2 separate regions of the Danio rerio genome follow, and region 2 is linked to region 1. A link is a contact called in public Hi-C data. All regions are on one chromosome and are shown on one strand. Each heading gives the region's core, a stretch centred on a gene start, on an enhancer-like site or on the middle of the called end of the contact. The rest is flanking DNA. Distances are from core to core; before and after follow the strand shown.

Region 1 (3,421 bases), core at 20-2,519:
TAATGAAATCTAAAGTGTGCAGTCTGAAAGCACCAGTGATGCCTTGTGTAAAGAGATTTCCAGCTACGTGCAATGGGGAACATAAAGAGATAAATAACCAATGGCGAACTTAAAATTATGAAAAACGCTAGAGGAAAGGCAAATTTCTGGTCAACTTTTCAAATAGTGACAACTTTAAATGATGAGCCAACTGGTTATGCACAATGCACAACTTGTAATTGAGTAAATTCAATGTGGACCACATGCCGCTTGGATATTGATGTTACTTATACAGTTAAATCTTACATTATAATAAAATAAGCTATTCTGATAAAAACAAAAACAAAACAAAAAAACCATCAAATTTCAATTAAATACAAATCCGGTCTATGGTTGTAACAGTAAGAATAAACAGTCTTTGTGTCGGACTCAGGCCAAAAACTGATGAGCTGTTGGAAAAGAGCAAGACTACAGCCTGTGTGTCTCGGGCCAGGGCCGGGCTAGGGCTTAGATTTAAGGCCTGTGCAGTGCTCTAAGGTAAATTAAGCCATGCTAAGCGTTTTTCATGTTGTGTTTTAAAACGTCCTATAAAAACAATATATTAGAATCATTTCTGAAGAATCATGTTTAACAAGGAAGACGAAGTGATACTGCAAACTAAGCTTGCCATCCCAGAAATAATTTATAGTTAACACATCCCCATTTGTGTTCCACAGAATAAGTAAAACCATAACTAATTTGAAATGATCAGGAGAGTAAATGTGCATTTCCGAGCAAACTGTTTCTTTAAGGTCAGCATCTGAAATCCATGAGCTAATTCGGTCTCTCTGAAGACGACGGGCGCTTTAAAGCCTCTGAGCAGGTTGATTGATCTATGGATGTTTGCTTATCTCTGCAGTGGAAAATCAATAACTGGCAGAGACATAAAATCCTGTCTGTGCGTCTGACTGGCGGGGAGTGAGGCATGAAAGTGATCACGCCATTGCATGGGTCGATCACTCACTTGGTGAAGTGGCGCAGTTTGGCTTCGATGCTGCGGTGTCGCATGCACATCCGGGTCAAAGCCGAGCCGATATCCCTGGTGGCACCTGAGAAAGAGACAAATGAATGAGCTGAATATGAAATATGAACTTCTTGCAGATTTAAAGTATGACAATGACAGTTTAACAATTAAAAACAACCCAAGTTTATCAAAGTGCTCAAAAAAAATCAAGTTACTGTACTGTATGTGGTGCAAAATAAGTTGTTTGAAACATAAAGCCTGAAGATATATACATGGCCACAAGGGGGCAGCTTTATCAGAAGCACAAAAGCAAGTCCATTAAAGAAAACAAGCATGCACTTAGTCTGTAAAAAGAACGATAATTGCACCATATTCACAAGAGACAGATCTTCAAAGGCCGCAAATAGAACACTTCCCAAACTGAATGACTCTGATCCATCATGGAGTGTGCACTCGCTTGGTGACCTTGAGGACAATTACTTAGCGGTGTTAACTTTCCTCTCCGGCCAAGTGTAATTAAAATGGGGTCTTAAGCTATAAAGACCAGCCGGCCTTGGCCTGAACACAACCAGCATTGCAGCCAGAGCTGATGAGATTGAACTCTGATGCAATGAGGGTCAGTAGAAGGGCCAAAGTCTCTACTTAAAGGGTTCATGTGCCAGTGGATGTAAGGGGAGATATATGTGATAGATTATGATGGGAATCAAAAATAATGGATTAATTCTGGTTTTTACTCCACTGTATGTGGTTTCTTAATTCATCCACTAAAGATTATTTTAAATGCTAAATGAGGACATAGTTTGCATATGTTGTTAGAAAATCCTTGCAAAACATTTGTTGGCATGAATGACTTTTTTTTAAAAGGCAGAATTAATGCAATCCAATGCTAAGTCTTTGCTAATAATATATATAAACAATTGTTGTTTAATATTAAACCAAGCAAAGCAAAATGTGGCAATCTATTGCATTTTATATATTCGATTGATTAAAATCAAATTGTCAAGAATCATTCGTTTGGGAATCAGACTCTACACATGCTGTGTTACTTCACTGAAAAGAACCACATCATTCGTATGGAACTGGGCTGTGCTGGTTTTCGATTCAGTAAAAAGAATTTTCTAGTGAATCAGACTACAGTAGTTCCTCTGTATGTTTTTGATTCACTAAAAATAAAATTTTCATAGGTGTCATTAGAATCAGACTGCAGTGGCTACTCTATATGTTTATGATTCACTAAACCTATTTTAATTAGAGTCATTTGCTTCTGAATCAGACTACAGTGCCTCATCTGTACACTTCTGATTCACTAAAAGAATCTTTTGGTTAGAGTCATTTGCTAGTGAGTCATACTGCAGTGGCTCCTCTGTAGGTTTCTGATTCTCTAAAAAGAATCTTTTGGCTAGAGTCATTTGCTAGTGAATCAGACTGCAGTGGCACCTCTATGTTTTTGATGCACTAAAAATAATATTTTCCTAAGATACAGCAATAGCTCCTCTGTATGTTTTTGATTCACTAAAAAGAACCTGTTCCTTGAAATCATTTGTTTAAGAACTGGACTTCATTGGATGTGCTTTATATTTCTGATTAAATAAAAAGAACCTGTTCAGTAATCTAGTAAACAAACCAGTAACTGCAGAAAGGCATGATTATTTATACAACAAAAAGAACTGATTTATTAGAATCATTTGATCAAGAGACGGATTATATTGTTTGCTCTGTATGTTTTTGATTCACTGTAATAAAGAAAAACATCAGCTCATTGTAGTGATTCATTTGAGAGTGGTGGAACCTCTGAAAACGCATTATTGCAACATCAGAATTTCATCCATATCAGCAGATCAATGTGTGCTGCTGGAGATCCACTAATGGTTTATGTCATATCTGAAAAGATTTTTTTAAAAGTGATGATTATGTCAGAGTGTTTATACACCAAAAATAAATGTGTGTGTGCGACGAGAAATGGGAGCAGTCCAGAAGAACAGCCCTCCATCTCTCTTTCCAGGTCCAAAGGGAAAAGGAGTGAACCCGGTAAAGGGATATCCCTCCATTCTTCCACTCTGTATCTGCCTTTCCTGTCTGCTCATGTTTCCTAAACACCATTATTACAGGAGAGAATGGGAGAGGCCGGCAATAACCTGCCCTCCTGTAACCACACACACACACACACACACACACACACACACACATGAATGAACCGAAAATGTTCAAAACAAACAGCCTCCCACATGAAAACTCACTGCAAAGAGGCACTTCAGCTCAAACACGACAACAAGTATACACAGAGTTTGTCAAACCAGTAATATTTTACTACCAATAATATACTATTTTAAGTTTTTGCTAACATTTTTATTTTAATTTGTTACAGTTTTAGTAATTTTATTGTGTTGAAATAATTCATTGTCTTGTCGGCTTAGTCCCTATATTAATCCAGGGTCGCCA
Region 2 (3,156 bases), core at 581-3,080, 42 kb after region 1:
ACCACAGCGGAATGAACCGCCAACTTATCCAGCATATGTTTTATGCAGCGCATGCCCTTCCAGCTGCAACCTATGACTGAGAAACATCCAAACACTCTCATTCCCTCATTCACACACATATACTATGGACTATTTTAGCTAACCCAATTCCTTTATACCGCATGTCTTTGGACATCTGGACGATAACACAGGGAGAACATGCAAACTCCACACAGAAATGCAAACTGACCCAGCCGAGGCTCAAACCAGCGAACTTCTAGCTGTGAGGTGACAGCACTACCCACTGCATCACCTCACTTGTAATATGTGAACATATTTACTGTACTGAACCTGTCAGTGAACTAAGAGGGCAAAAACATAAAATAAATAAATTAAATAATCGTTCATTAATCATAATCGAGTTTAAATGTTCAATTGATCGAGATTTTGATTTTAGGCCAAATCGCTCAGCCCTAATTGCAAGTACAGTATATAAATACAATAACAAGAAGTGCAAAGAAAGAAAACCACTATTTACATGTCTTATAATATAATTTCTTGTATTGATATTATCACTTCAATTTTCATATACCAAATAGTTAGAGTGAGTTTATCCACTTTTGTCGTCAGTCAAAACAAAATTCAGTCAGCTAAACTACACCCTTAATACATTAATATCAATATTTAAAGAAAAACTTTGTATAAAAGTGTAATTGTACATCACAAGCAAGTGGGAGTTTATCTGAGCTCCACATTTAAGCTCACTCTGAAGCTTTTATATCTCTGTATGAGCCATGGGTAATCCCTGCACATTAACACTGCTTTTAGAATTCATCAATATGATAGAGGCTCAACCTGAGAGATATTCTGACTGGAGTCCAAAACAGTAAACACCTTTCGCTCATTGGACAACTAATAGCTAGGCAGACATTTAGTGCAGCATTTTTAAATCTGTAAATGCTGAGGAGTCGAGGACTATGTTAAGTGAAATTAATTGGGTTAAAATAGGATTCTTTTGGTGTAAAATGTAAACTACCATAACCATTACAAACACACTTAATAACATAATAAATAAAACATAATAAAACTTGAATATCGAATGATATTTTATAATTCCGTTCAAGCTTTTAAAAATGTGGGTGGTGGCAGAGCTTTGTATTTAAAAAATCAATCAGAAAAATAATATTAATAATTTTGTACATTTATAACCCTAACTAGAAGCACAATATTTGCTAAAATGTATTTTCTCTTTTTTAGCTTAGTGTTCTACCCATTAGTTTTGTATTTATCATGAAGTAAACGCTCGAAAATATAAATGTTTAACATATTACAGGTTGTAAAAACATCTACAAAAGGATCCAATTCACATTTCACAACAAAGCCCTCCATGCTGAGACCCCCATGTCATTAATCACAGCATCAGTGGTGCAGGCAGCTGGACCCCTAATGAAAACAAAGGCAGTAAAACACAACCATCTTTTTTCTTGCTAAATATCTGCATCAATAAAGCAGAGCTGGTACCTTCATATCATTGACGATCGCCTGAAACAATCCACCTAGAGCCCCGCACTCCTTCTCCACACTCTCCATCATGTCACCGAGCCCCGGATTGTTGTTCTGCTCCCAATGAATGAACAAAAATCGGCTGGAAGAAATATTCGGATCCCCCCCGAGAAAAAAGCTGGTTGTTCTTTTCAGGGTCTGTGCTGAAAGTGGTCCATCACATCCTAACATCAAACTCTTGTTGCTTCGGGTGTAAATGTAAGCAACACGCAGCAGATGTCGGCAAAATGGAAACAACAATTGAGGCTGTCGGGTGGCTCTGTGCCCGTTATCCAGGCGGTGATGAAGGCTGGGGTCAAAAGATCCGCTTCTCCCCTCCCAACCACCCAGTTTAGGATACAGAAGACGACTGGTGTTTCATGCTGACACTCTGTGCTGTCAAATGCGAGAGGTTTCGGCTCAAACACTGCAAGTCAGAACGCGAATTTAGGATGAAATACGGAGTCGAGTGATGCGGTGAAAGACGGACGTGATATTCGATCCACCAGGTTGGTGGGCGGGATCTGAGGGAATGGGGGCGGGGCCTATAGGGTAGACATATGGCAAGTTTGTGTGTATGTGTGTGTGCGTGTGTGGGGAGAGGACAATTGAATGGAGGGTTTTTAAAGTAGCTTTAATGTGTCTTTGTGTTGCAGGGACAAAGTTAACAGCACAGCTGCCACTGCAGGCCATTAAATGGACAGTGCACTTTTTTTAACCCTTTAGCTGTTGCTGCAAAAAAAGTTTACAAATATAAAAGAAATGTCATTTTTTTGTGGAATTTTTGAGAAAAAGGGAGGAAAACAAAGTTTGTGTTAAATGACATGATTATAATTATTATACTTAACTAACATTAAAATCTAAACTAAAACAACACATTTATACTGGATTTATGGGGAAAAGTACCTTTGAACTTTGTAATGTTTTAATAAAAATTTTCATTAATATGATGAACTAAAATAAATCAAATCTAAAGGAAACATTGATAAAAGGAAATATTTCTTTTGAAATATTTAAACTAAAAACAACAACAATCCCACAAACACTAAAAAAACTACAAAATATTATTTAAAAATGTTTGGTATGCCAAAATAACTTTGGATATACAAACTGCATAGATTTGTTGGCTGCACATCCATGATACGAACCTCCCGTTCCACCACATCTCAAAGGTGCTCTATTGGATTGAAATTGGTCACTGTGGAGGTCATTTGAGTACATGTCATGTTCAAGAAACCAGTCTGAGATGATTTGCTCTTTATGACATGGCGCGCAATCCTGCTAGAAGTAGTCATCAAAAAATGGGTGCACTGTCATCATGAATGGGTGGACATGGTCAGCATCAATACTCAGGTAGGCTGTGGCATTGACACAATGCTCAATTGAAACTAATAGGCCTAAAGTGTGCCAAGAAAATATCCCCCACACCATTACACCACCACCAGCAGCCTGAACCATTGACACAAGGTAGGATGGATCCATGCTTTCATGTTGTTGAAGCCAAACTCTGACCCTACCATCTGAATGTCGCAGCAGAAATCGAGACCCATCAGACCAGGCAATGTTTTTCCAATCTTCTATTGTCCGTCTTTGTTGTGTCTATGTGAATTGTTGCCTCGGTTTCCTGTTCTTGGC

Evidence for each region. A called contact is a pair of places that touch in the nucleus more often than the background predicts.
Region 2: a Hi-C map of embryo shows a contact between it and region 1, with 1.6 times the contacts expected there. The contact joins the promoter of mtss1la here to the enhancer-like site in region 1. A contact is called at or near these places in 4 of 18 Hi-C or Micro-C datasets (caudal fin, embryo and skeletal muscle) and 2 of 4 datasets of contacts at active chromatin or transcription factors (caudal fin and embryo).

What each region holds. Positions count from the first base shown.
Region 1 is chr18:16,146,167-16,149,587 of GRCz12tu, forward strand. It overlaps mtss1la (MTSS I-BAR domain containing 2a), which reads right to left. Exons shown (of 14, transcript NM_001044926.1): 4 at 983-1,067. Among named protein-coding and RNA genes, the nearest start is that of mtss1la, 42 kb to the right of the region's middle. Within about 2 kb of position 1,270, at least 8 of the 62 cell types and tissues checked have an H3K27ac peak or open chromatin away from gene starts, as enhancers often do. A contact at or near this core is called in skeletal muscle, where this site is marked.
Region 2 is chr18:16,188,090-16,191,245 of GRCz12tu, forward strand. mtss1la (MTSS I-BAR domain containing 2a) reads right to left here and starts at 1,831. Exons shown (of 14, transcript NM_001044926.1): 1 at 1,501-1,831. The coding sequence starts at 1,713.